Linked DNA regions of Mus musculus: all the other regions are linked to region 1. The links are chromatin contacts, called in public Hi-C, HiChIP or PLAC-seq and promoter capture Hi-C maps. All regions are on one chromosome and are shown on one strand. Each heading gives the region's core, a stretch centred on a gene start, on an enhancer-like site or on the middle of the called end of the contact. The rest is flanking DNA. Distances are from core to core; before and after follow the strand shown. Region 1 holds the start of Klf6 (Kruppel-like factor 6). Region 2 has its middle 130 kb from the start of Gm24790. Region 3 holds the start of Pfkp (phosphofructokinase, platelet). Region 4 has its middle 4.0 kb from the start of Gm40659. Region 5 has its middle 4.8 kb from the start of Gm24790. Region 6 has its middle 220 kb from the start of Gm24790. Region 7 has its middle 13 kb from the start of Gm24790.

Region 1 (3,641 bases), core at 1,032-3,531:
TATGAGTCATCACTCCTTTTTCTTTCACGCAATGCCAAAGGAGACTTCCTTTTGAAATTCTGACCTGCAGCCAAATAAGGACCCGGCTCAAATATACATGCAGTGTGCCATAACAGGGTGCCCCTTCCCAGCCCTGCCACCAACCTTTCAAGGAGCTACACACTGCAGAGATCAGCAATCCCCTCTCCCCACCATCTCAAACTTTCTAGCCACTGGAAAAGAAAAACGGTAGGAAAGATTTTAGGATTCAATTATGTAGGCCCTGATTTTTCACTAGCTTTGCCTGCATGCCCATATAAGGCCGTCTGTGCCTCTGTGTATTCTATTCTACAGACAGAAATTTCGGCACTAAACTGCAACAAAAAAATGTTATCAGGGTACAGACCATCTTGAGCACAGGCTACCAGCAAAAGGGCTAAAGCTTACTAAACAATGTGCCTTCTATCACAGTATACACATCCTAAGTCCCGGCCTCACACAGCAAGCACAAGCAAGCTAAGGAAGAGGGGGTGCCTGTTTTCCATTTCCCCCCAAAATTCGATGTCTGTTACAGTGTGTACAGTATTAGGAATCGAAGCGGCGATACCTATTATTGATGTTCCAAAGAAATGGCGAAGACATTTATGAAGATCTTGTTAAACTTTAATCAACTGGCTAATTTAAAATCGCCAGTATGCTGATGAGCAGTGGGGACCTGATCGAAGCTCTCTGGGAGTTTAAAAGGCTCTGAAGGGGACCAGGAGCCAAGTCTGGCTAGTTGCCCAAATCCCAAATGCCTAAAGGAAACTACTAAGATCAATTTCAATCACGTCCCAGGGAGCAGCTTCTTTGAGGAGGAAAAATGGAGAGGGGGAGAGAAAGGCAGAGAGGATTGTGAACAATTAAGCCGGCATGGGGAGGTTTCAGCCAACACTTCGCTTTTCCTGGGTTTTAAAGCCTGGGAGGTTGTGAAACCGACGGAATTTATTTGATCTGCTAATTCACTTGGAGGAAAAAAAATACCCAGAAGGGTAGAGAGACGGCCACAGAATCATCGTTTTTAAAGACAATGGTGAAAGTGTTTGAGAATATTTTTGCCACTCACAGAATCCTATGACTTAGAAGGGGTAGGGGGTGTTTCTTTTATTCCGGTTGCCCCAAATTCTAGTTCCACTAAAATGCCGGAATTAGAGATTTTTCTTGCCCAAAGTAAGACCCGAAGCAACTAGGAATGGACTCATTGTCATATGACTGACAAGTCACTTGTGTGCAAACAGCACCCCCACACACACACACCCGCCGCGCAGTCAACAAGAAAAGCAGGTAAGAAAAACAAGGCAGGCATACGTGAATGATAAGAAATTATCCAGACGGAAAAGAAACTGCAAATGGCCTTGAATTCAAAAAGAACTACTGCGTTCCGCAAGCAAAATGTTAAGACTTTTAAATTTGGGACATACAAATATCAAAACAAAACCAAAATCCTTAAATCAAATCTTTTGGTAGTCAAGGCAAGCTCGTTCGTATGACAGGGTCCAGCTGTGGAGTTTGGAGCTGGTACAAACCCCAAACTTGTGCCAAGGGCTCAGGTCTGGATCGGTCAGAATAATTTGGGGTCCCCCCCCCCAGGTGTATGCTGCTCGTAAGCTCGGAATTAGCAAAACACGAAAAAAAAATGAAGAAATAAAAACGTAGTGGGAAGGAGAGCTCGCCTTCACACAAATGACAACTCTACTCCTCGCTCCCGAAGGCTCGCTCTACAGTGCCTTCATCATTCCAGGCAGCAGAAGGACATCTTAAGATCATTACTTTATATTTTTAATTAGGCAAATGCTAATCATCATTAAAAAGATGCACTTCCAAGCACACACCATCTTGCCTGCTCCTCCGCGCGACTCCCTCCTCGGCGTACCGGGCAGGTGAAAAAAAAAAAAAAATCCGTATTTACCTGTTGCCAATATTCCTCCAGGGACGGCAGAGCCGAGAAGTAGCCCGTTTCGTGCACAATCTGTAGTTCCTGGAAGATGCTACACATTGGGAGCACATCCATGTCGGGTTGGAAAAGACAGTCCTCGCTGTCGGGAAAACAGGGAGGTGAACGATCAGGAGTCCGAGCAGAAACTGTTCCCGGGAGCGCAGGTGAAAGTTTCATGCAAACTGGATGGCGCTGCAATCGGACGCCGGGTCCGGACCCTCCCGCAGCCCGCAGCGCGCCGAGCCCACGCAATATTTGCAAACAGCGGACTGACTGCAAGCGTAACCCCTGCAAAACTTCCCTATTCAAAGCTCCGCTGCCAGCCTCCCCCCTCCTCCCCCGCTTGGCTCCCCCCTTCTCCCCCCACGTGACCAGCTTGGAGCTCCGCCCCCCACGGTACCCAATCCTGCCGCTCCTGTACCCGGGGCTGCGCGACGATGATGTCAGCTCGCACCAATCGCCGGTGCGGACACACAGCGGCCCCGCCTGGCGTGACCGAGCCTCTTCATTAAAGGCCTCCTTATTGGTGCAATTCGAACTCGGCCTGCGCTGATTGGAAAGACGTCTCACAGGCTATTTTTAGCAGGGTATATAAGGCGAGGGCTACGGCGCACCGAAGGAGTCGGCGCTGGGAGGTGTACAGCCCAACGTTGCAGAAGTGCGGCCGGAGCGGCCGGAGCTGGGGGAGCCTAGCCGGGCAACCGGGCACCTGTCCCCGCCGCCCGGCTGCCCGGTTGCACCTTCTGATCCGGTCACACGGACCGGCACCCCCCAAAAAGACCAAAGATAGCAGACATATTCCCGATCCCCCTCATTTCCTCCCGCTGGGTTCCCGTGTTCCCGGATCCTTCCCTGACCCTCCATTCTCCTTGGTCCCTTGATTTCTCTCTTTGTTCGGAGTCCCCTCCATACTCAGAGATGCAGAGGTGCCCCGGGGTGGGCGCAAACGTGCCCGCAGGTTTCCCTGTGGCGATGGGACAATAAGACCGAACAGCAGGGGGACTTGGTACTCCAGAGTCACTGTGTGGTAGTTTCTGTCTAGGACGGAGGATGACAGGAGCCTGAGACCAAAATACCCCCACTTCTTACGCAGGCAGAGAGGGGGAAACGGTAGAGCATCTCAAAAGCCCCCTACCTGACCAGTGTGTCAAAAACACTCAGTTCTCAGGAATGAATTTTACCCACTCAAAAGTTGAAAATGCAGCTTTTAAGATCGCATCCGTGACCTGGCGCCATGGCCACACTGTACTTGGAGACCTGGACATTCACAGCTTAAAACTCCCCTTTTTCTTGTTGCACAGTTTTAATTCAAAGAAGATGCAGATTTTGCTGCTAATGGGGTTTAAATCTGTTTATCTCGTAGAAGGCAGTCTCGGAGATGTCTCACCAAGGTTAACAGGCTTTCCCATGGATGTGTAAACAATTCAAATTAGGTTGAAGATGACAATTTTTTTCATACAAATTATCTACCAAAGCACACCATGATATCTAAAAAAAAAAAAAAAAAAAACGAGCGACTAAAATTTTTGAATAAAAATCCAATTATAACAACTTCGAATATAATTTTTAATGAATAGTATCCTTTTAAAAGTTGTCAAGTACGTAAAATAAGCTGAGGGGAGTTTTTCTGTTTAATTTACGAAGTCTAGAAGAGAAGCATGTGCCAGAACCATAGGCTTGTCAGGTT
Region 2 (3,758 bases), core at 537-3,036, 800 kb after region 1:
CTATGAGAGTATGCATAAGCCATGCACAAGCTGAAGTCACAAAAATTCCAAGAATACAGGAGAGGAAGTGGGAACAAGTTCCACTCCCTAACCAAGAAGATATTAACAAATGATAGTTTCTGGGACAGGGAAAAACCAATTCTCTTCAATGGAGTGACTGATTATATTAACATGAAGTTGGATGAGAAGATGGCAAGGATGAAGGATGGGTCAGAGCAGGAGAAACAAGAATGTCATAAAATACACCTTAAAAATTCTCAAAACATAAAATATAAAGCAGTCAATGTTGTGAGTATAATAGAGCCTTTAAAATACTGAAGAATTAAATAAGAAAAGTCCATGGAGAATTTGATGCAAGTGGTGAACCAGGGTTTTTCTAGAGCTTTTTTCTTGGACATCTTTATTGACTCATTGGAAATCATGATTAGAATGGAGAATGATCTGAAGTATCCTTTAAAGGAGAAATGAAGCATACTCGGGATGATGATAAGGTTAGCAGCAGAGCTTCCAAATTAAAATGTCCTAACTTAGAAGTCCTCCATAGGCCCACATAGAAAAATTTGAAAATAAATGTGACCCCACAATGCTTCAGTTACCTGATCTCCAAAGTGAGGATAATATCATAACTTCCTCAGAGGGCTACATGGAAAACACAGTGAACCAGTTGCTTTGAAACATCACTGTGAGACAACACATGCTTACTGAATGGTCACTATTGTTATTATTCTGAATGATGCCTTGTTCTTTCCTAGGCTGGTTCATACTAGTTCTTCCAAGATAAGACAAACCGATGCAACCCATGATAACACCACTTCTTAAAATGAGATGCAGTTTCTCCTAACAGAAGCTTAAATGATCCAAACACGTCCTCAAACACATAAGGAGTCACTTTATATCAAATGGATTCCTCATATGCTTCTCTGAAATCATCTGCTGTGAAGACAAGAAAGATAAAGAGGAGATCAACATCTGGGCCACTCCGCCTGGGGAACGATGACACATGTGCACGAAGATTAATTTATTTCTTGATTTGAGAAAAGATCCATCTCTGGAAACCAGGTTTTATTTGAGTAATTAATATTTTGAAAGTGTCTTAATACTTGTAGTACTTCTACATTTTTTTTTCAATTTGTTCCTGGAATATTTTCTCAGTGCTCAGGGTTAATATCTCTAAAATGTAGTCTTGAATCTTGGTTGATAGAAGCTTTTCCTAAGCTTAAACATAGTAGATAATCTCATATAAGTTTCTATAAAACTATGTGTGAGAATCTGAGTAATTGAAGGTTTTCTAATGAAGGATGGATGTGCAAGGAAGTCTGGAGTAGGGAACTGCTTGTGGCAAGACATAAAAGTTTGTTCTTTGTCCAGACTTTGTGGATATGCTGTATTGACATTGGTATGTAGATATAATGAGACCATATGAGCAAACCACACTCCACAGACATGTGACTGTTGGCTCTCTTACATGCCTGGACTTGAATAAAACAAATATCTGTGTAACTTTCAAAGTAAAAGTGCACTTCATCTTTTGATCAAGATCCTTGAGTTTGCTGAAGCCAAGCCACCTGCCGAGAGAAACTAGCTTAGCTAAAATTTACTTGAAACCAGAGCAGATCCATGCTGGTATCTCCCAGTAAGTAAGCAGTCTTATCAGGCAACATCTGCTTCCCGTTTTCATTCTTTCACAGGACTGTTTACCAGATTTTTCATTGAGAGTCTTCCTTGTGCAGCATTATTCACTTCATTTTTGCTCATTCATAAGATTTTTTTTACATCTCCCAGCTGCAACTATTTTAAGTGAATTTCTGAGGACTTATAATTGAACGTGACTCATTTGCCAGAAGCAGAGCCACAGTGCAAAAACTGAAGCAATCTCAGTCCTTTGAAAGCACAGGAAATTTTTGATATGAGATTAATTGGTGAAGTGTCTGAACTAGTCTTCTCTACTTCCACTGTGACATGCAACGGACATGAAAATTTTAAATGTATAAATTAGCCAGAAATGATTAATCCACACAACCACCCCCATATCAAGAATTTTTCAGTATGAAAAAAAAATAATCTAGACAAAGTAAACTCATCAGCTTCTTACAACACAAAATCAAATTGCTATTGGCAAGTGTTCCCATGGCAACTGCCTCTTTAAGCAAACTTCTCTACAAAATATACAGCTGTTATCTTATTTCGTTGCTAAGCTCCCTTGACAAAGTCACAGCATAATAAATACTCACATTCATGTTATTAAAGGGGATAAATGTCCCCTGGGATTGTATGGCTTACCTGTTAAATGAAAACTTAGAAATTGAGCCCCACCCAATCCCCCCTCCTTCCTTCTCTCTTCCTCTCTTACTTTCTCTGCATTGAAACTGTACCATGATATGAAGGATTCATTCAAGTCTTTCATGTATATTACTGATAATCTCTAAATATAACTTCGTTGTTATTTCCAGCAATCAACTATAAGCAATTATATCATATTCCATATGTAAACATTGAATGGAATGAGTAAATAGTTTGCTATAATACATTCTTTCAATACAGAACACACACTCTGTATCAATTAAATCTTTTGTTTTAGGATAACCATGACTGGACCTGGCTTTGATACCACTTAATTCTGTGCTTGCTGGAAACCTCTCTCTACATAAGGTGCCAAGAGGAGCACTGACTCACTTTGATAGTGAAGACACAGTTTTCATGGAGAAGACACGATTTTAAGTATTATAGGCCCAACCGTAGCAAATTTTACTATCAAATTTTGCTGAATATAAACCAGGAGAAAAAAATAGGTCAAGATAAAATCCTGTGAGATTCCAATAAAATATTTACAGAAATATTCCATTCATTCAGCAGAGTAAAGGTAGGAAAGAAAGCCCCACTAGACACAGAAAAGCAGAAAAGAATCAACAGAAATAACACTCATCCCCCAAATAATAAGGTTGGGTTCAGTTCACCATTAAACTCTGACATTTTCTACTGCTTTTTGGTAAAATAGTGATTTTTCCCCCCAGTATAATTTCCCTGTATTTGACAAGAAACCTAGTTATCAGTGACCTTTAAAACTGCCATGGCTCTCAAAAAGATTCATTTTGACAATGTTCGAATATAATGTTTGTAAACGTGTGTCAAAAACAGCCGATTCTTCTGGTTTTTCATAGAAGCAAAGTGTAAGGAGAACCTCGGGTGTGATGCATGACCTGTGTCAAGAGGTGGCTGTCACTTCCAGCTGAGCCATTTTAATTCTAGACATGGATAAGAGAGGCAGAGAAAGGACTTTTTTTTTTCCTCAAACAGAGAGCCAGATCTACCAGACACTTTCTCTTATAGATACAATAGGAACATTATTAGCTTGTTTACTTTACAAAGCAAGTAAACTATATTTTCTCAATTGACTTTTTAAATTACCTTTTTCTTATTGTTACAAGGATGAAGATAACATAGTTTACGTGGAAGATAGATAGATTTACTTTTAAATTTACATATGCCTCATTGTTTGTTCATGGCATTATTTATTCATAAACACATATATTCTCTATCCTTTGCGTTTAATAAAGTTTTAATGATTTTATTATACAGTAACAATAAACAACAGGCAACTCTTTCATGTATCCAAATATTAAAATTATTGGTGTTATTTGCTTCCCCTCTTCTCTCCTTTTTCTCCGTCTCTTCCTTCTGCTCCATCTCCCCAAAATCTCTTTCCCCTTCCTCTCCCTCTCATCATCTTCCTTTCCATCCTAATCCTCTTCATTGTTCTC
Region 3 (3,950 bases), core at 1,194-3,693, 790 kb before region 1:
GAAGGAAGAGGACAAGGACATAAGGAGGAGGGAGGGCATGATGCCAGGGAGGGGGCTTGTATGGCTTCAGCTACAGAGGAGTCCCAAGCCCACCAGATAGTTGGAAGAGAAGGAACCAGGCTAGTCTGGGTAGAGGCAAAGTCTGGTTCCTAGGAAGTCTGGTCCAACTGGTGGTAGGGGCAACACTGAGAGGCAAGGGGGATCTCCTTAGCAACGAGGGCCTTTTAAACTACCCATGTTTGGTGTGTCTGAGCGGGGGCACACAGGGTAGCTCAAGTGAGAGGAAGGAAGGATGGTGGTGGAGAGGAGGCAGCACTGGTATTCTACCCAGTCCTGCCCTTCTTGTCTTCATTCATCTTACATTAATTCTTTTAACCCAAAGGGATTCCCAAGAGAGAGGATAGAAGTCAGGCGTGGTGGCGCTCGCCTTTAGTCCCAGCACTCGGGAGGCAGAGGCAGGCGGATTTCTGAGTTCGAGGCCAGCCTGGTCTACAAAGTGAGTTCCAGGACAGCCAGCGCTGAAAAAAAAAAAAAAATAGGATAGAGCATCGTGGAAACAGGAGTGGAACAATAGAAAACAGTATAAAAAGGCCAGAAGAAAACAAACAAACAAACAAACAAAATCAAATAACAAAGCAAAACCCCCAAAATAAAAATAAACAATAAAAGAAAAGGGAAAAAGAAGAAAGAAGGAAAACAATAAGTAATGCTAAATGTTTGGAGTATCTCTAATAATTCATAAAGAACCACACTACCTGTGGAATGCTGTTGTCTGTGGCACAAAACCCAACCCTATAGGACATTTGGCTCAGAGGAAACTCACTGTGCTTCTTCCTATTTCGAGTGTTCTCTGCCTCAGAAAGGCATGATTTAAAATTCCAGATCTTCACCTTGGGCCTTGAGCTACAGAAACCTCTGTGGGCAGTGGTCCATTGAGTCTGACACCCCTCCTTCCAGTGCTTTTGGCTAAGAGCATCTCAAGACAATTTCAAGGCACCCAGTGATACTCTTCTCTTCCCTTTTAGAATGATGCTCAGGGAAAATCCATTATCAAGCTATTAGATCAGATGTTCTCCAGTTTAGTGCTCATCATAAAAATCTAGAGAACCTGTTAAAAATATATATATTTCCTGGCTGTTTTCCCAGAAGTTGGAAGGTGGGGGTTGGGAGGGACCTGAAGGCAGCCAACTTCTGTTGATCATGGGAGTTCAGGAATTGCTCAACTGATTCAAGAAGGCAGAGATCAGATCTCATGCATCCTTGTCTACAGTAGATTGGATCTCCCCCCCCCCCCTAAATGTTTGAAGCTTAAAGGGTAAGTTGGAAGATACAAGTCTGTGCGCCTCCATCTTTTTTCTAGGGTTGTCCTAATAGTAGTAAGACTGTATTGTCTTTGCCTAGGTTGTTACTTTGTTTCCTATATTTCTATGTATTCAACACGTATAATTTGCACAGGAAGGAGGCTCAGTGCTGCCACCCCTTCTGTGAGCTATCCAGTTTGCTTGCTTTTGAGGTCTTATTCTTGGGATGACTGCTGAAGGGGTCTGCGTGCTTTTAGAGATTAAGCTCCAGGACAACTCAGGGATCCCCAGGAGGTGCATCTTCAAAATAAACAAAATCAACCACAGATTGGATACTTTTATTTTATTTTATTTTATTTTATTTTATTTTATTGTTGTTTCTAATAGAACCTTCCGGGTTCTGACTAACAAATCAAGAGCAGGGCTTCCATTAGGTGGAGACTGGAATCTACCAAGCCTTTTTTGTTCCGATTTCTTTTGGATTATCCAGAACTCAGGCCTGCTTCCTGAGGGTGTGTCTACGAATGGCTTTCCCCGACATTCTACTTCCAATCCTTTCTCTACAGTCAGTGACACAACTTGATCTACTCACACATCTTTCCTCAATTTCGAAGGAGAAGTGAAACCTGGAGGATCCTATGGATCCTGGACATTGAACAGAAATGCTGAAGCGCCCTACTGTTCTGACTGTCAGGCCAGGAAAGAGCCCTGCCGGAAGTGAGGCGCGTGCCTCTGCTCTACTGCACAGACCTCTGGGCTCCCTCAACCGCCACCCTAACAGCTAGAGCAGGTGGGGTAATGGGCGCCCCACGAGCCTCTGCGCCCACGTGGTGGGCTGACAGGCTCCGCGCCCACTTGTGGGATCATCCCTGCAGCTGCGCTGCCATTCACTTATGCCACTTATGGGTTTCCTACCCGGCTATAATCCCTCCATCCCCCGCTTGAGAAGGCACCCCAACCCGACTCCACCTCTCAGGGACCACAGCGATGCATCCCTAACAGAACGCGTGTCCATACTATCCTGTCCACCCCTGCAGAGTGCTGGAGTCTTTGACACAACAGGCCCCGCCCTTGCGTGAGTCCCGCCCATCGCCACAGCCCATTGGCGCTCGGGCGGGGCGTGGGCGGCTCCTGCGGGTGCAGGCGGGGCAGCGGTTCCAAGGCTGGCGCGCGTGGGCCAGGGCTTCAGTGCTTGCTGAGTACGGGAGTGTCTGGCGTCTCTACCTCCTCATCATGAGTGACTTGGATTCTTCGAGCTCCAGCGCCTATCCGAAGTACCTGGAGCACCTCTCTGGGGATGGCAAAGCTATCGGTGTCCTGACCAGCGGCGGGGATGCCCAAGGTGCGTGCCTACCAGCTCTCTCGCTGGTCTCCAAGGGCCGGGCAGGGGGCGAGGGCGGCTGGAGAGGGCTGCAGAGGAGGGTAATCGGGTTGGGAACAGAGGGAGAGCTGGGGAGAAACGTTGGGTGACCTGGATCTGGGAGAAAGGATGAGGAAAGGGCTTGGTGAAAATTACCTATGAGAGCCGAGGAGAACCGGTGGCTCAGGAGTAGGGAAAACCCTAATCTAGGAACAACTAGGGTGCCTGAGGAGCGACCATAGAGTTCCATTACGTGGTGAGGGGCAGAAGATAAAGGATATTTGTGTAGGATTCTTCATTCCCAAGATGAACCAGTTTTCCATCCCCAAATTTATTAATTGAGCTAGCCAATGGGGTCGTCTACTGTCTGGGTCATATGAGCCAGGCGTTCTTTCCTGGAATTAGGTACAGGGCGACGATAAGGATGCCACAGCACCGCCCCACCCTAATCCCTGGGACTCGTAGGAAAAACAGCGGGGTACCCACAGCGCCTCCATCCCAGTCCTGCCTCCCAAGCGGTGCTAGCAGCCTTCTCTGCTGCTGCATTGCGGGATGCGCAGCTGGGGGGGGGGGGGCGTGCAGGGGTCTCTCAGGGTGTGGCATTGACTGCCAGGCAATGTCTCTTCCTGCTTGTGACAAAAGTGAAAACTAAAATGGGTCACTAGGCCCTCCGGGGCCAGCCTCCCCAGGACGGGAAAGACCAGGAAGCAGGGACTCCGGGACGTCATCAGCCCTCACTTACCAGCTCCGGGCTTCCCTTTTCTCCCAATGACGGGATTGATTTCAGAGCTGAAGGGACTCGATTTCTGTACGCTTGGATTTGATAAACTGAGAATACTTAAAATGTAAGAGCAATGGGGTGACTGTACCGTGCCCCAGCCTCTAATCCTGGGTACACGTGGGGGCGCTGGGGTTCCCAAACAGTGGGCTTTCCGAGTTCATGCTAATTTCTTGATGAGGACACGCGCTAGAAGCAAGACCTACATTTTCATAGAGTATGTGCCCTCCAAGTCTTGAGGTCTGTGCCGGCTGCAGACAGTTCCTGAGCCAGGTTTTGCTTTTGCTTTTCAGTTCTTTCCTCTACCCTGGATGCATCCAAATGCCATGTTATATTTTCCCTCGTTCTAAGCCAGCTCAATCCGGGAGGTTTAGGGTTGGAGTCCTTGCCTTCCGCCCACCCCACGGATGACCTTCCCTTCGCCCTTGAGCGGGGCGGGGCTGGCGCCAGTGCCGCAGGTTGGGGAGCTGCTTAGGGCACCGCCCCGCCCGGCGTGGGAGCCTACGTGATG
Region 4 (3,549 bases), core at 555-3,054, 610 kb after region 1:
CAATTAACATTGTTATCTGTCCCTTCTTCTTATCTATTTTGTTCATTCTTCTGTCCATAATTCAAGCTATTACGAGTGCAGTTTATGAAGCAGAGTTATCTAGTTTTCCATCCATAAAAGCTTGGGGAGCAGTGCATTTAGACAGGGAAAGCACATTAGTACAGTGGCTGGTACATCCCACTACACTGACAACATTAGGGTCTCATGTAGATGCTAATATGTTCCAATAACTGGCACAAAGAAAAGGAGCTCAGCTATGATAACAGTCGTGGCTGTTGTGTATGTTTAAACAATTGAATCATGTTATTCAACAAACTTCAGCCTGGGCACAAGGCAGACATTTTGTTCACAAGTCCCCAGTCTTCATGGCCACATAATCCTAGGCAGTGCAAGGTGCCAGGCTGGTGTTACCAATGGGTCAGAGTATAACCTGTCACCTTGACACAGCCATTCAAGATAGAGTAAACTAACTTCCTAAATACCCCAATAATTCTTCAAAGTGTTTTCATCAGTGACTCCTTATTAGTAATAAGATACAAACTCAATGAGTTTTGGACTCATGGCACTCAATTCCATCACAGGCTTTCTTAGGTGTGCAATTTGTGGAATTCTCTATATGTGTCATAAGAGAACACAAATTCGGCTTTCATTATCATTTTAATGACATCAAGAAATTTGTCAGCCTGGATTTACAGCCTGGAAATATAAACAGTCAGAAAACTTAGTTATCAATGAAAGAATAAAGCAATTCTGGCTAATGTGCCATATCTAGATGGCTGGAAATAAATACATGGTTGTATAGGTGTACAGCAGGAGCACACTGCTGTCTGAGATCCAAGACTAGAAATGAGAAGAATAAGGAGAAGAAATGAAAATCAGGTCCGGTATCACCATTTTCTGAATATTGGATTTTTCTGGCATAAACATTGCTTGAGTTTTGTCAGTGGATAAAAATCTAAACAGCATTAAAATCAATAGATGTCAGTGAACTTGATTTTTAAGTGTTTATTATTTCTTCATTTGTGTGTTTGAGTGCATGAGCACATGTTCATGTGCATGTATATAAGGAGCCCTGAAACTTATGTCTTGTTTGCCCTTTATTCATGCTTCATTTTAATTTTTGAGATATAATACTTTACTGAACGTCACCAATTTGGTTCAGTAGATAGGCAAATGAGGCCTTAGGAGCCTCTCATCTGGTTCTCCCGAGAACAAAGACTACAGACTCAGGTTACTGTGACAGTTCATTTTTAAAGTGGATTTTACAGATTGAAGTTAGACTCCTGTGCTTTCACAGAAAGCATTTTTGTCAATCAAGCTATCTCTGTAGCCCAATTTTTATGTCATTTTATTCATTCATATCTTAATATGGATGTCAGACCAGACCAGTGATTTTAAGATAATCTGAACAAATGATGTGACCAAGAAGACATAAGGGTTCTATTAGAAAAATTAAAAATTGCAATATATTAATGGGGAAATTAAACATATCAAAGATTCTTACATCAAACTACACAATCCATTCTCTAACAGATTATAAATGTAACATGTCGTCTACATGCAGAAATACATTGATGACACAGTGATAATTGAAAGCACTGCCTTTAATGTCAATTCTAATGAATTCTGATTCTCCTTCAGATTTACTGTGGGAGATGATGGTGGTCATGAGTATCCAGGCTGATGCTTGTCTGGATTCTGTATATGTAACTTCTGCCCATGTGGTGTTTACATAGCTGGGTAGCTTAAAATAGAGAGTTTCTCTTTCTTCTCCTGCTCAGAACCCTGAGGTCATCAGGAATATCATATTACCAAACAGTCTACAGGGTCAGGTTCAGAAGCACCACATGTTCCCAACTGTGTTCACAAGGACATCTGAGTATCCCCATCATGTTTCTGATAAAACTAAAACTGCCACATCTTAGAGGTGACCACTGTCAACAGGTGGTATTAGGGACAATGGCATGAAGACCTTTTCTACTAATCAGGGTGGTCTGAGACCAGCATGGGGGATCATAAATACACAATGAGAAGTGGATCTGTAAAATCCAATCTGTGTGTTCGCTGTAAGTTTCATAAGACATCATGTTAATATCAACTCGACACCCAGAAAACATGCTTAGATAGCTGGGGCAACAGACTACCAAATCCTGTTTGATCTGTATGCACTGGAAAAAGTCCAAGGGTGAGAAAAAATAAACTGACCATCAAACAATGACAACAGCAATCCTTTAAGTGCCGGCATTTTTGTCATGGTTCATATTGAAGCACATGCTAGCTGCATCTAAAACCTATTGTACCAACACTGTAGATGAAAGGACTGTCAGCATGCTGCTGAGGAAACAATACATTACGGTGTGTTCCTAGATTTACATTTTGTCTCCCAGGATATTAAAATATGTCTGGCCTGCTCTTAGCTATCTATTGGACCAATTTTAATGTCATGTTAAATTTCTAGTCTATGCACTAAGCCCATTTGTGATAATTGTTCAGGAGCGATGTGTGTGTGTGTACATGTGTTTGTGTGTGTATGTGTGTTTGTGTGTGTGAACTAATGTGTTTTTGTATAAAGGTGTGATATGTGCTACCCTTTGAAGAGTCCAATATTCGGTAAATATTGAGTTATTTGGCAACAAGAGTCAGATGCAGAATAAGCTTATTTAAGTAATTAGTGCTCTGTTTTTCTCATTGGCTGATTTAATGTTGCATAATAAATCTGTTTCACATCCACTTTAATGCCATCATGCTTAAATTTAAAATAGAAAATAAAGATAGTGTGTCATATCTCTTAAGTTTGTTCATCAAATAGATAATGCCACCCGTAGTCTGTGTGGGGTAATCTGGTGGGCAATGCTTATGACAGTGCTCAGAAAGCCTCTATTTCAGAAAACTATGCACATTTGCAGATTTGGCAAAATGCAGGATATTATTTGGCTGAGACGCTGCACTGTAAAACATTTTATGTAGGAGTTAATTACTTTATGAAAATCAAATAAAAAAGGTTTAGTGTTTGCTTTGTTCTAATGGTGAGATCCGGGGGCACTCAAATCTCAGGTTGTGTCAATACATCATGTGGAGTTTTCACTCTCCAAAATGTTTTCATGGAAACCCCACACCATTGTACTTTTTTGAGAGATGCTTCATCTTTATCACCACGTAAGACTACCCAATTTATTTTGGGGAGAGCATGTTGGAGTTCATGATACATGGCACCAGGTGGTACTTCTATGCGAGTTACTTGCACTTCAGTTTCAAGACTGTCATACATTTACAAGCAGGTCTCCTGTTTCAGGTTAGTTAGAGAGAGCTTGCTGATTGTGTAGAATGGTAAACAGGGTTGATTTCATGGACATTTTGTGTGTGCCCTGGCAAGTTTAAGCTTCTCTAGAACTTCAGTATTTCAGGGATTCCCAGCTGTCAACTCTATTTGATAGAACTCTGACCTTGGACCTTGTCAGGCAGCTGACATTCACCTGTCTTCTTTTTCCTTACAACCCACCTGTCTTTACATATAGAGTGAACAACCAATATTTTGTATTCCAATTAAGA
Region 5 (3,879 bases), core at 104-2,603, 680 kb after region 1:
AAATACCCCTGAAGAATGGACAGAGTATACTAGATTTGTGATGACATGAAAGAGAAGAAAAAAGAGAATAAACAGTGTTCAGGCAATGTGATTCTGGAGAAGAAATTGAGAACTGTCTAGGAGTTTGAAGGGAGATTTCCTTCAAAATAGGGGCAGTCAGTGGTAGAATAGTTCCTTAGTATGCAAATGGCCTTGGATTTGATAGTCTCTCATCTAGGAAACTAATTAAATATGATTCTTTTTCTTTCTTCTATCTCTCCTTTTGTTTTATGGTATGAGGGGTTTATGTCCAAGGCTTTAAGCATAATAACTGTGTACTAAGCTTTCTAATATAGAATATTTATTTTAAGTCAAAGTCATACTAAGTTGCCCAGGATAGAATTCAAACTTGTAACTTCTTTGCCTCAACTTCTTGTTGCAGGAAGTGAGTCATCATGCTGAACAAGAACTGATTCTTTGTGGATGTTCATCATGTCAAGAGAATGAGTGAAAGTAATAAAGGTGATGCTAGAAAAAAAAAAGGTCATGGGAAGAGCTGTGACACAGACCTGTAATGTACACAGACATCCTTTGTGTGGAAGACAGGAAGTTGTGGAAGACAATGATGAAGGAGGAGTTAGACAACTGAGAACAAGTTCATTCACTAGAGGACATATTTTATTGTTTTAATTCTCTGTGAAATGGAAAATTAGACCATTGTTGAATGTTGATTTTTTTTGAGAGGTAGGTAGATTGGATAAAGTGTACAATTAGTACTAATATGATAGTGTGTTGAGCAAGTGATAAATCATAGTTGCCTGGTATCATGGGCCTACTTCTAATTTACAAAAGGACACCAGCAACCTATGTGTGCAACCTTGTGTACATTTATCTGTAAATGAACAGGAAGAGAAAATATAAATGATGCTTCTCAGGTACAAATTGTCTACTTATCTTTCTGTATAAATATGCACAGAAAACATCTGTTTTTCTAAGCAAAGAGTTTGTCAGCATGTGCTACACACACTACAGTGAAGTTTGCTTGGCAGGCTGAGAGGCCTGGGAGCACTCACGAGGCAAAGAGTTTCACGGAAATACACCTCCTGGAACTTTGGTGTTCTCATAACCCATATACTCATACCCTATCCCTGCATTAGTCTAGTGTACGGATCCATGTGCTCTCTTTTAGTATTACCTCATTATAAGTGCCTTTTAAGATTGAATTCTGACATAGCTAAGCCTTTGCCAGTGTGTTCCAATGTCACAGAAAACACTTGAAACAACTGGGAATTCAGTAGGAATTCAGTGAGGTTACCTATTCAGTAACATTCAAATTTACTTCTAGTAGAGACAGTGAACCTAATTAAGCATTACAAAGAACAGAGCTAGAATAGCTCAGGGCTAGTCTGCAGAGTGTTTACTTGAGGCAGTAGCCAGTCTCACCCATACACAATGGCCTAGCTAATAGGTGGGTTTACCTTGTAAAAGTTAGGGAATCCCACTGAGACAGGGATCTTCACTACAGCCAGGTAAAGCAGGCTACATTTCATATTACAAGCAAGTTGGTGAATTCTTCTGACAAATGGAGATTCTCCACAGATACTTAAAAGTTACACTCACGCAAGAATTTATCAGGGCCTAGGAAATGGGGGTTGTGGTATTGCATTATTCATGAGAAGAGCAGAACCCCCTGGTGCTAGCTTTCACAAGGCTCAAAGGAGTAGCACTAATTGTGACTAGGGTGTGAAATCCTTACCTGTCTTTAAGCTGACCCTAGGCAGGATTGCTTTATCTTTATTGTAAACATTTACCTGGTTCCTGTAAGTCCTTTTGAAGTCATTCCTTTGTGTCAGGTAACTTCAATGTACTTTGCCTGCTGCGACTTCCTACCCCCTTTATTTTCTGTATTATATAAGACTGGTGTTCACTTTGTGACAATACATTCAGATTCTACACAATTTCGAATGTTGATCTGTCTGTCATTGGCTGACTCCTTGCCCATCTGCACCCAGAGACCCGTCCTACGCAGACAAGGGACATAAGAGGGTGTGCTGCAAGAAAGGTCATGTATGTAAGCAAGGTCATATGTTGATGCAGAATATCATTCAGTGATGCATATTAGTATAGCCATCCAGAAGGTCCCACTTCACATGGATTTCACTGTACTTCTACCCCAAAACAAGGAAGTGATTAGCTAGTTTTTCTGTCATTTCATGTACTCTTAAGCATTCTAGTTTTCCCCATAAAGAAATCTTTCTCATAAATAATTAATTTCTGTAAGTTAAATTGTTATCTATCCAGACCACAATAACCTAACCTGTACATCTTAACCAATACTAGTAATGCAGTTATAAGTAATTCTGAAGGTTTCTCTTCCAAGAAGCTCTAATTTCCTTTAAGAGCCACTAAAGTGAAATAGCTTCATTTTAACAAAATTCAACTTCACAATAGCTTCCATTCTTCATTACTGACTAAAGGTATTATTTAATCAATCAGACCTTTTTATGATGGCTTCTGCAAAGGATGGAGCCAATTAATTAGTAATATCCACAACCTTCTCTGGCTCCAGATATCACAGCAGGCCAGAAAAAGAACTCTAACATCTCCTACAACTCAAGAACACAATTATCTCCGGTGCGTTTAGTTATAAAATTGGGTAAAATAGAATTGAGTATCACATAGTCAGAGTTTGTGATGAAGTATTTTTATTTTTTATTATTAGATATTTTCTTTATTTACATTTCAGATACTGCCTCCTTTCATAGTTTCCTCTCTGAAAATCCCCTAAACCATCCCCCTCCCCCTGCTCCCCAAAGTACCCACTTTTGCCTCCTGGTCCTGGCATTCCCCTATACTGGGGCATATAATATTCACAAGACAAAGGGCCTCTACTTCCATTAATGGCTGACTAGACTATTCTCTGCTACATATGAAGCTAGAGATATGAGCTCTGGGGGTACTGGCTAGTTCATATTGTTGTTCCTCCTTCATTGATTTCAGCCCTGAGTTTGATTATTTCCTGCCATCTACTCCTCTTGGGTGAATTTGCTTCCTTTTGTTCTAGAGCTTTTAGGTGTGCTGTCAGATTGCTAGTGTGTGTTCTCTCCAGTTTCTTTTGGAGGCTCTTAAAGCTATGATTTTTCCTCTTAGGACTGCTTTCATTGTGTCCCATAAGTTTGGGTATGTGTGGCTTCATTTCATTAAACTCTAAAAAGTCTTTATTTTCTTTTTTTATTTCTCCCAAGTTATTGAGTAGAGTATTTTTCAGCTTCCACGTGAATGTTGGCTTTCTATTATTTATGTTGTTATTGAAGATCAGCCTTAGTCTGTGGTAATCTGATAGGATTCATGGGATTATTTCAATATTTTTGTACCTGTTCAGGCCTGTTTTGTGACCTATTATATGTTCAATTTTGGAGAAAGTACCATGAGGTTCTGAGAAGAAGGTATAACACTTTGTTTTAGGATAAAATATTCTATAGATATCTGTTAAATATTTGTTTCATAACTTCTGTTAGTTTCACTGTGTCTCTGTTTAGTTTCTGTTTCCAGGGTCTGTCTACTGATGAGAGTGGGGTGTTGAAATCTCCCATTATTAGTGTGTGTGGTGCAATGTGTGCTTTGAGCTTTACTAGAGTTTCTTTAATCAATGTGGATGCCCTTACATTTGGAGCATAGATGTTCAGAATTGAGAGAGTTCATCTTGGTAGATTTTAACTTTGACGACTTGAAGTACCCCTCCTTGTCTTTTTTGATAAGTTTGGGATGGGAGTTAATTTTAGTCAATATTGGAATGTTTACTGCAGCTTGTTTTTTGGGACCATTTGCTTCGAACATTGTTTTCCAGCCTTTTACTCTGAGATAGTGTCTGTCTTTGTCCCTGAGGTGGGTTTCCTGTAT
Region 6 (3,797 bases), core at 773-3,272, 890 kb after region 1:
TAAAGAAAATATCCACCAAAGAAACCTCACAACATTTCAATAGAAAATAAAATTTAAAAAAAAATTATCTCTATTTTTTTAACCAAAATTACAAATTAGGTCCTTATTTTTATATTTAAAGTGACTGTTAAACATAATATTTTTATATCACAAAACTACCCATCAGTGATAACTAAGGGCCATTGCTCTAAATATTTTACTTAGTAGCATTCTATGTTCTCTCTTTCTCCAATAATATTTCAATGATCAATTTATGCTTTCACTCTCTTAAAGCTTCTGTCTTATTCTTCAATGGTTTTATTATTTAATTCTGAGAGAGAGAGAGAGAGAGAGAGAGAGAGAGAGAGAGAGAGAGAGAGAGAAGAGACAGAATCAGACAGAGACAGACAGAGATAGGCAGAGAGCAATCCCATGGTGTGTAAGTAATATAGGGATGTATGTATAAGTGTGTGTTATATATGTGTGCATGCATGTGTGTGTGTGCTATGCATGGAAAGTATATATAGGTAAGAGGACAATTGTGAGTGGCAGTTCTCAAATACTTTACACTCTTTTTTTTTTTTTTTAATCACAAACCTGTATTTATTAAAGCAACAGGACAGATCCAGCCTTTGTACGCAGATGACAGGAGCTAAGTGTATACAGCAAAAGTCATCACAAAACCAAGGAAGACTTTGTTAGATTATAGTTATAACCATGCCCTTGTAGATTACTGCTACAACCACACCCTCGTAGATTTGTTACAACTGTGTCCCTGTAAATTACTGTTATAGCCATACCCTTGTAGATTTTTAACTGTGCCCTAGTTGATATTTTATTAGCTTATTTAGCAGAGAGATAAAAAGAAGAGAGACCTCTTGGTCTTGCAAACTTTATATGCCTCAGTACAGGGGAATGCCAGGGCCAAGAAGTGGGAGTGGGTGGGTAGGGGAGTGAGGTGGGGTATGTGGGACTTTTGGGATAGCATTTGAAATGTAAATGAAGAAAATACCTAATTAAAAAATTTTGGAGATGATAAAAGAAAGATCTCTTATGTTTAATTTTATTTGATTATTTACTGAAAAATTTTGGATTATAATTGTGAACTTATCCCACTTTCTAGAGGTCACTTTTTATGGGTGTTCTTGGGCCTTTGGAAAGGATGTGTTTCTTCCTTATACAATGGATGTAAGATTCTTTAAGTACAAATCACATCCAATTTGTCAAACATTTTTTTTTTTATTCTTTTATGTTCTTTTTATCTCTCTGCTAAGTACTTTCCACTCTTTGGAACAGAATCACTCACCAACAAGGAACTTGACCATTTCAGTCAGGTTAACTGGCCTGCAAGCTTTCAGCCCTTTGCCTACCTCTGCTTCATTCCTCAGAGCTGGGATCACAGGGGAGTTTACATGGATCCTCGGCATTGGACTAGGTTCCTCCCTTTCTCAGACTTGTAATTTACCCACCAAGCACCTCTCCAGCCTGATCCTTTACTCTCTAAATATAACTCACAAAGCTTACAATGCTATTTACTGAGATTTGGAAGCATTCTACAGAACAATAAAATTTTCCTAAAATATTCAAATGCGTTTTAAAGTTATTAAACAAATTTAACTTTGTCCTAGAATTACTGAGAAATATGACATCACGGGCTGACAATGTCGATACATAAGTATTTTGGCTTCCATTTAAGGCATTTGCAAGAAAAAATAGTGGGAATTCAATTTCTGTTCCTTTTGTCCAAAAGTTGTGCTGTTTGTCTGCCTGTAGCTTCATGCTATGACATCATTCTAATCAGAAATGGAAGTGCTCCTTGCCAATATTAGAACATTCTTGAACTTGGTGATTTCATACATTTGAAATGGATTTAAATCTTTAGAAGTCAGTTCATGAACTATAAAATAAAAAGAACATTACTTCCTTTTTCCAAGAAAAGTGCTTCCCAGCCACTTCTTGGACATGACATTTCCTCCATGAAGCCAGACTTCCATGAGCTAAAGGGAAGGAAATTGGAAACATATGGAGCAGCAAATTGTCTCTGGATTTAACTCTTACAATGAAAACATTCACATGTTGGAACAATAAGTACACCAGTCTGGGGATTGAGATAGACATTAAACTGAATTAAAAATGAATAGCTTAACACCTTTATGGGACTGGAGCCTATGAAGTATGTTTAGCAATCCGTATGCTTGGCGCTTTTGTTACTGATTTGTTTGAAATAACAGCTAGAAATAGTTTAAGGTAAAGCATTCCTTTGTGACAGCTTTTGCCAAGCAGAAAAGCTACCGCAGGAGAAAAAAAAAAAAGCACAATTTATACACGAATACAAATCATAACAAAAATTCTAATGGAAAAATAAAATATTGATCCAAACATTTCCATTAAAAACTCACTTGAAAGACAAACACACAATGGGAAAGGGGAATAACTGGTTGCTTCTTTGTTTGAAGTAGATTCTTGTTTTGTACTCCAGGTTAGTTTCGAACTCAAAATCCTTCTGCCTTAAACCTGTGAGTGCTGGGATTGCAGGCATCTCCACATCTGTCTACATTTTTATATTGCATTATTTTTCCTTCATATGGAGAATATAAAATTGATTTACAGATGCTAAATACCATGAAAGAGAACAAGTATACTAAAGATGTACTCTGCCCTTGTGTCTATACATCAACACTCTCAAAACCTTAACAAACATTACTGGACTTCATGCTTTGATTTATTTTCATATTATTGAGAAGTTGTTGTTTTTCGTTGTTTTAAGAATGTGTTTGATTCTGGAAACTGTGAGAGGCTTTGGGCAGATCATAGCCATAATTTCCTTGATTTAAGTATAATTTTACCCATAATGAATATATATTTACAAGGTTTTGATATCTTGCACTTCATGTTTCAATTTCCACTCCATATATTCCAGCATCAAAGTCCTTCACTGTATGAGCACATCATTGAAAACTCTGGCTTCTGCTCACAATACAAGGCATCTTCTGGAGGGAATGCAGCCAACTTGGCTTATTTTTTCAGCTCTCAAAGATTGGTATAGTTCCAGCATAGAATGGCTGGTTTTCGTTCAAAGCAGTGAAGTCTTGAGTATGTGGCAGATTTAAAACCAATCTAATTATTTATTTTAAAACCCCTGAATGTTAGCAAATGGCTGATTTGAATTAAAAGTGTTGAGTAGAATATTGTTGAAATTGGTGTATTTTTTTCCTTTGTATGTGTACATTAATAGTTTTGCTTCTTGGTTTGAACCCATTCCCCTAAGTGAGAACAAGAGAGATTTAGGAAATATGTCTTTTGTTCACTTCTGGGCAGACTTGGCCTTGTTGAAACAGGGTTGCACTATGGTGACATTTAAAAAGGAAAAATGCAAGCTATTTTCAATCATGCCAATCTCACTTATAATCTATTTTTGAACAATGCACTCGAAAGGAATTCCTATTCTCAGAGTAATAGTAATTTGCCCTCTGGTGTAGTCTACCCTTCCACATGCTTCCATTAAATAAAGCCAGAATAGAGAGCAGGGATAAAAATTAACTCACCCAACTGGCTCCACATTGCTTTAATTTCTAGAAGCCTATTTGAGTGGGAGCTTATAATTATAATATTAAATGAGGTCTGGTGGTCCAATATCTTTCTTCCTAGGTTTTTACTTCTCAACTTAGCTATGATCTTATCCATCACTATGGTGCAAAGGTGTATTGTGCTGTGAAAATTGGTGCTGTCATCATCAGTGTGAGATTTTTCAGAAGGAGAAAGTGGGAGGAAGAGAGGAAATTTAGTTAAGGGTTACAAATTATTAAAAGGATTATTAC
Region 7 (3,954 bases), core at 1,181-3,680, 660 kb after region 1:
TGTGACTCTAGCAGTATATGTAGCAGAGGATGGCCTAGTCGGTCATCAATGGGAGGAGACCCCTTAGTCCTGTGAAGGCTCTATTCCCCAATATAGGGGAATGCCAGGACCAGGAATGGGAGTAGGTGGGTTGGGGAGCAGAGGAAGGGGAAGAGGACGGGATTTTTGGAGGGTGAACTAGGAAATGATTTAACATTTGAAATGTAAATAAAGAAAATATCTAATAAAAATTTGCCTGGTATCCTACTCATTCTAGCCTTATTTATTAGTGTCTATATAGATCTAAATGTAATAAGAAAGCTATCTAAAATTACTTGAATGATTTTTCCAGTCTGAGTTTTGTTATGGTATGTTTATCTTTTAAATATACTCTCACATTAATTATTATATTTTAGTTCAAAGGACATACTCTATTTTTACTGAAATTTGTTCCATAAGTTAGCATTCCTCTCACTGTGGTAACCATGTCACTAACATCTGTTGTCTTACAAAATATAAAGGTTATTGTAAACATACACACAGACAATATTATGGAGTCTAGAGTACATTAACATTTTCCCCTTCTTTTAAATTATATTTTGCTTAATAATTTATCCTTTGAGAATTTCTTGTATTCGTACAATGTATTTCTACCATATCCATGCCATTCTCTTCTGTCCAATGTCTCTTATATCCCATCCCCACTCATCTCTCTCTCAATAGCATGTTCTCTCTCTCTCTCTCTCCCTTTCTCCCTCTCTCCCTCTCCCTGTGTGTGTGTGTGTCTGTCTGTCTGTCTCCTCTTTTAAAATAACCCACTGTGTTGAGTTAGAACTTCCTATATATGTATGGTTTCATGACAATTCACTGGAGTGTGGGAGCCTACCAGGGACCACACCCCTAAGGAAAACTGACCCTTTACCCTTCTCCAGTCGTTTTTGACTTTGGTCAATAACTCCTCAGCTTTGGGTTATTTTCCCATTTATTGAGATAGGGTTTTATTTTTCCAGTCTAGACTGGCCTTGAACTCATGCCAACCCTCTTGCCTTGGTCTCTTGATTGCTGAGATTAAAGGCATGAGTAACTGTGGCTGACATTAAAGTACAGTGATTTAAAGATTCCACAACATGTGGTTGCTACAGCCGTTTATTCTTAAGCTTTTTCTGGAAGTTGTTTTGTTTCTGTACCTAATTAAGCTTGTGGTGATCATAACAAAGACAGGTCAAGGCTAAGGATTTTATGAGGATAAGGAATAAATCCATGTGAATGACCATGATGTAATATAAGCTGCAAAGTACAAGTTACAAAAGAACTGAGATTCAATAAGTTTTTATTTTGGTGTAAATTATATGTTTCTAAGCTTCATAAAAAGAAAGGGATGCACAAAAATCAGTGTCAGAAAGCATGGGATGCAACTGGGATACTTGTATGTTGACAGAAAAGCTAAAGCTCATCACATTGAAGTTTCACTATGTCTATGTGTCTAACAGATGTGAGAGCTTATTATCTGCCCAAAGTCATGTTCAAGCAGCATTGGTTCATTGCTTATGATAGTTCATTAACTTTGCTTCGGGTTCCAGTATCAAAACAATATGTTTCCATTGTAAACACAAAGCATATATGAACTGTTATATATAAGAATCAGGGAACATAACCCAATTTGGGAGAACACGTTTTAATTCCAACTAAATAAGCCTCAATTTCCTAAGGATGGGATAAAATAGTCAGACACAAAAGCACCCATTACCCTGAGATGGGGTTCTCTACTAAGAGAGAGTATAAAGATGACAGATACTGTCTTGTGTCATGTGTCAGGTCAGGAACTGCACAGGTTTGGAAATGTACGATCAAAATGTAAGCTTCTGTCTTATAAATAGTTATAATCCAGTTACACTATCCCCACATGACAAAAGTAAATGATGTTTAAACTAAAATGAAAACAGTCTTAGCCATTAGCTTTATTTAACAGAATGGCCAGTGGAGTTTATTTCCTTCTCTCTAGTCTTCTGAATTCCTTGATTGGATACGCAATAGTTATCAATCAGGGATTACCAGGAGCCAGTCATAAGACACAGAAGTTACCAGAATCATAGAATCAGAGACATTGACAGAATCGGAATTTTATTAGCTTTATAAAGTTGATTAATTAATTTCATAGGTTTTGCTCATTTTTTTGTTTTTTGTTTTTGGTGTATTTTAGGTTTTGTTTTATGTAAACTAATTAGTTTTCAAAATAAAGCTACTTTTTGGTAAAATGTGTTATATTTTTGTTGGATGTGTTTTGTATTAAAAAAAACACTCATTAAAACTAAAATCTACAGATTTAACTCTTTTGGCTTAGGGAAGAGATGCAGTCACTGAAAATGAGAAAGGCTGTTCCAGCATTCTGTACATTAGTGTGGTCTGTTAAATTGAAAACATCTGTGCAAAAGAAATGGCTCTTTAATTAGAAAAATGTGTCCAGCATACCAAGTGAAGCTCAGCTACTGATATTCAGTGTTTGGTAATGCCCTTAGCCTTTCGGTTTAAGCTTTGTTTACAGCTGATGGAAGGTACCTCTCTATAAACCCTACTAGCTATTCTCTTAGTCCAGAACAATTGTCTCCCCATTTCCCATGGGCCTGAAAAGTAACTTTGGCTTAGTCAGTCCTATTGTTTCTGCTTTTAACTGAACAGCTTTTTGAGGTAATTGTAGCTTGACATGAAATTGTAAGAGGTATTATTTATTGTTAATGCTATGCAAAATGATGGTACACTATTACAATCAAGATACCTATACTGATACAACCCACCTATCTTTCCCATGGCATCTAGATTTTGCTTTGTGTGCATTTGTGTGTTTATACATGTATGTAATTTTACATGTTTAAGTTTTTACACCAATCATCATAGACCAGATAAAAAAGTAGCTCAGTCAAAGCAACTCATAAATTGGCTTATCTGAATGGTTCTGTTGAAATTTAGAGCTGGTACTCCTGATGCCATATCAAGAGTCTTAAAATAAGTAAGCCATAAGGTCTTGAGACCAACTTAAGTATTATAATGTGTTGCAGCCGCCAGCAGCTCGCAATGTGAACGGTTCGACTGAGAAGGCCGCTCGAGCTGTAAGAGAGGAATCTAGACGGGGCGGAAGAAAAAACGGAGCTAAGACAATTTCATTCTGATCAAAGCTCAAATTTTATTGTTGCGACACTAGTTATGAAGGAAGGGGGAGGGGACCCGATTCCCGCCGAATAATCTCTGGTCCAGTAGAAAGGTGCACGTGTGTGGCTCCTCAGGTTCCAGCAGTGGGCGTGGCAGAACGAATGAGCAGGAAGCTCCACCCCGAGCAAGCAGGTTTCAGGCTAGGGGAGGGGAGACTACATCTCCTCCCTTTTATTAACAAAATTAAAAAAAAGAAAAAGCTGGCCTGAGGGGGGAAAATTATCTATGCTCAATAGTTCTGCCTGGAATCTAGGGCTAAAGAGAAAACTTGCTTCACTGGGATTCTTTAACTTTTCTTATGGTAAACTGTATCTGGCTTAAGACTGTCCTTTCTAGTAAACAACTAACTGAAAGGCCTGGAGCTGCAGACTCTGACTTTATAATGCTAATTAGTACTTGGTAGGTAACTTTTTAGTTGAATTTTAAGTAGGGCGTTGGAACTCTGGCTAAGTTTGACTGAACGATGTGAAAATAACACTAAGTTGATATTCTTCCGCATTTTTGGAAGATAGGTGGGAAACAGGGAGAAGGCGTTCGACCGGCTCTTTTATTTGGGTGGGAGGCAGTGAAGGGCTTGCCCTTTCAATAGTACGTCTCCAATCTCTCTCCCCCCCTATTAATTAAGTTAAATAAGGCAACGCTTAACTGAGGTGATCAAATGATTTTCTCATCCGTAGATGAGTGGGCTTTTAACCTTGGCTTGGGTGGACATGGACCCGATTCCTCCCGTGGGTAAAACCCACACATGTGGCTCTCGGTACCTTTTGGGGA

What was found. Promoter capture Hi-C pulls out the DNA fragments that hold promoters and counts their contacts. Hi-C and Micro-C count contacts between places; a contact is called where the count stands out from the background. HiChIP or PLAC-seq counts read pairs in DNA pulled down with a chosen protein or histone mark.
Region 2: a contact with region 1 is called in a promoter capture Hi-C map of second pharyngeal arch cranial neural crest, with 5 times the contacts expected there. The contact joins the enhancer-like site here to the promoter of Klf6 in region 1. A contact is called at or near these places in 7 of 39 promoter capture datasets (the 3T3-L1 cell line, 3T3-L1-derived adipocytes, cranial neural crest and 3 more), 1 of 484 Hi-C or Micro-C datasets (cortical neurons) and 8 of 115 datasets of contacts at active chromatin or transcription factors (the 230-238 cell line, DN3 thymocytes, the NIH/3T3 cell line and 5 more).
Region 3: a Hi-C map of CD8 T cells shows a contact between it and region 1, with 5 times the contacts expected there. The contact joins the promoter of Pfkp here to the promoter of Klf6 in region 1. A contact is called at or near these places in 7 of 39 promoter capture datasets (the C10 cell line, cranial neural crest, embryonic stem cells and 3 more), 16 of 484 Hi-C or Micro-C datasets (B cells, CD4 T cells, CD8 T cells and 10 more), 7 of 115 datasets of contacts at active chromatin or transcription factors (astrocytes, bone marrow-derived macrophages, craniofacial prominence and 4 more) and 2 of 9 other capture datasets (adipose tissue and liver).
Region 4: a contact with region 1 is called in an H3K4me3 HiChIP or PLAC-seq map of neural tube, with 3 times the contacts expected there. The contact joins the enhancer-like site here to the promoter of Klf6 in region 1. A contact is called at or near these places in 10 of 39 promoter capture datasets (the 3T3-L1 cell line, HPC-7-derived erythroid cells, the SN4741 cell line and 5 more), 2 of 15 datasets of contacts at CTCF or cohesin (large pre-B cells and pro-B cells), 11 of 484 Hi-C or Micro-C datasets (the C2C12 cell line, adipose-derived mesenchymal stem cells, cerebral cortex and 4 more), 16 of 115 datasets of contacts at active chromatin or transcription factors (the 230-238 cell line, the NIH/3T3 cell line, SST interneurons and 11 more) and 2 of 9 other capture datasets (adipose tissue and embryonic stem cells).
Region 5: a promoter capture Hi-C map of embryonic stem cells shows a contact between it and region 1. The contact joins the enhancer-like site here to the promoter of Klf6 in region 1. A contact is called at or near these places in 5 of 39 promoter capture datasets (the 3T3-L1 cell line, cranial neural crest and embryonic stem cells), 1 of 484 Hi-C or Micro-C datasets (embryonic stem cells) and 5 of 115 datasets of contacts at active chromatin or transcription factors (the 230-238 cell line, embryonic stem cells, epiblast stem cells and 1 more).
Region 6: a contact with region 1 is called in a promoter capture Hi-C map of second pharyngeal arch cranial neural crest. The contact joins the enhancer-like site here to the promoter of Klf6 in region 1. A contact is called at or near these places in 6 of 39 promoter capture datasets (the 3T3-L1 cell line, cranial neural crest, frontonasal cranial neural crest and 2 more), 9 of 115 datasets of contacts at active chromatin or transcription factors (bone marrow-derived macrophages, craniofacial prominence, embryonic forebrain and 6 more) and 2 of 9 other capture datasets (embryonic stem cells and pancreatic islet).
Region 7: a promoter capture Hi-C map of second pharyngeal arch cranial neural crest shows a contact between it and region 1, with 4 times the contacts expected there. The contact joins the enhancer-like site here to the promoter of Klf6 in region 1. A contact is called at or near these places in 12 of 39 promoter capture datasets (the 3T3-L1 cell line, 3T3-L1-derived adipocytes, HPC-7-derived erythroid cells and 7 more), 2 of 484 Hi-C or Micro-C datasets (both in uterus) and 9 of 115 datasets of contacts at active chromatin or transcription factors (craniofacial prominence, embryonic limb bud, embryonic stem cells and 6 more).

The regions. Positions count from the first base shown.
Region 1 is chr13:5,860,129-5,863,769 of GRCm38.p6, reverse strand. Klf6 (Kruppel-like factor 6) reads right to left here and starts at 2,281. Exons shown (of 4, transcript NM_011803.2): 1 at 1,928-2,281. The coding sequence starts at 2,131.
Region 2 is chr13:5,058,454-5,062,211 of GRCm38.p6, reverse strand. No RefSeq gene overlaps it. Among named protein-coding and RNA genes, the nearest start is that of Gm24790, 130 kb to the left of the region's middle. Within about 2 kb of position 1,786, at least 16 of the 459 cell types and tissues checked have an H3K27ac peak or open chromatin away from gene starts, as enhancers often do. A contact at or near this core is called in the NIH/3T3 cell line, SST interneurons and second pharyngeal arch cranial neural crest, where this site is marked.
Region 3 is chr13:6,647,264-6,651,213 of GRCm38.p6, reverse strand. Pfkp (phosphofructokinase, platelet) reads left to right here and starts at 2,443. Exons shown (of 22, transcript NM_019703.4): 1 at 2,443-2,643. The coding sequence starts at 2,535.
Region 4 is chr13:5,253,071-5,256,619 of GRCm38.p6, reverse strand. No RefSeq gene overlaps it. Among named protein-coding and RNA genes, the nearest start is that of Gm40659, 4.0 kb to the left of the region's middle. Within about 2 kb of position 1,804, at least 2 of the 459 cell types and tissues checked have an H3K27ac peak or open chromatin away from gene starts, as enhancers often do. A contact at or near this core is called in neural tube, where this site is marked.
Region 5 is chr13:5,183,190-5,187,068 of GRCm38.p6, reverse strand. No RefSeq gene overlaps it. Among named protein-coding and RNA genes, the nearest start is that of Gm24790, 4.8 kb to the left of the region's middle. Within about 2 kb of position 1,353, at least 10 of the 459 cell types and tissues checked have an H3K27ac peak or open chromatin away from gene starts, as enhancers often do. A contact at or near this core is called in embryonic stem cells, where this site is marked.
Region 6 is chr13:4,969,881-4,973,677 of GRCm38.p6, reverse strand. No RefSeq gene overlaps it. Among named protein-coding and RNA genes, the nearest start is that of Gm24790, 220 kb to the left of the region's middle. Within about 2 kb of position 2,022, at least 8 of the 459 cell types and tissues checked have an H3K27ac peak or open chromatin away from gene starts, as enhancers often do. A contact at or near this core is called in craniofacial prominence, embryonic limb bud and second pharyngeal arch cranial neural crest, where this site is marked.
Region 7 is chr13:5,201,412-5,205,365 of GRCm38.p6, reverse strand. No RefSeq gene overlaps it. Among named protein-coding and RNA genes, the nearest start is that of Gm24790, 13 kb to the right of the region's middle. Within about 2 kb of position 2,430, at least 16 of the 459 cell types and tissues checked have an H3K27ac peak or open chromatin away from gene starts, as enhancers often do. A contact at or near this core is called in craniofacial prominence, embryonic limb bud, neural tube and 1 more, where this site is marked.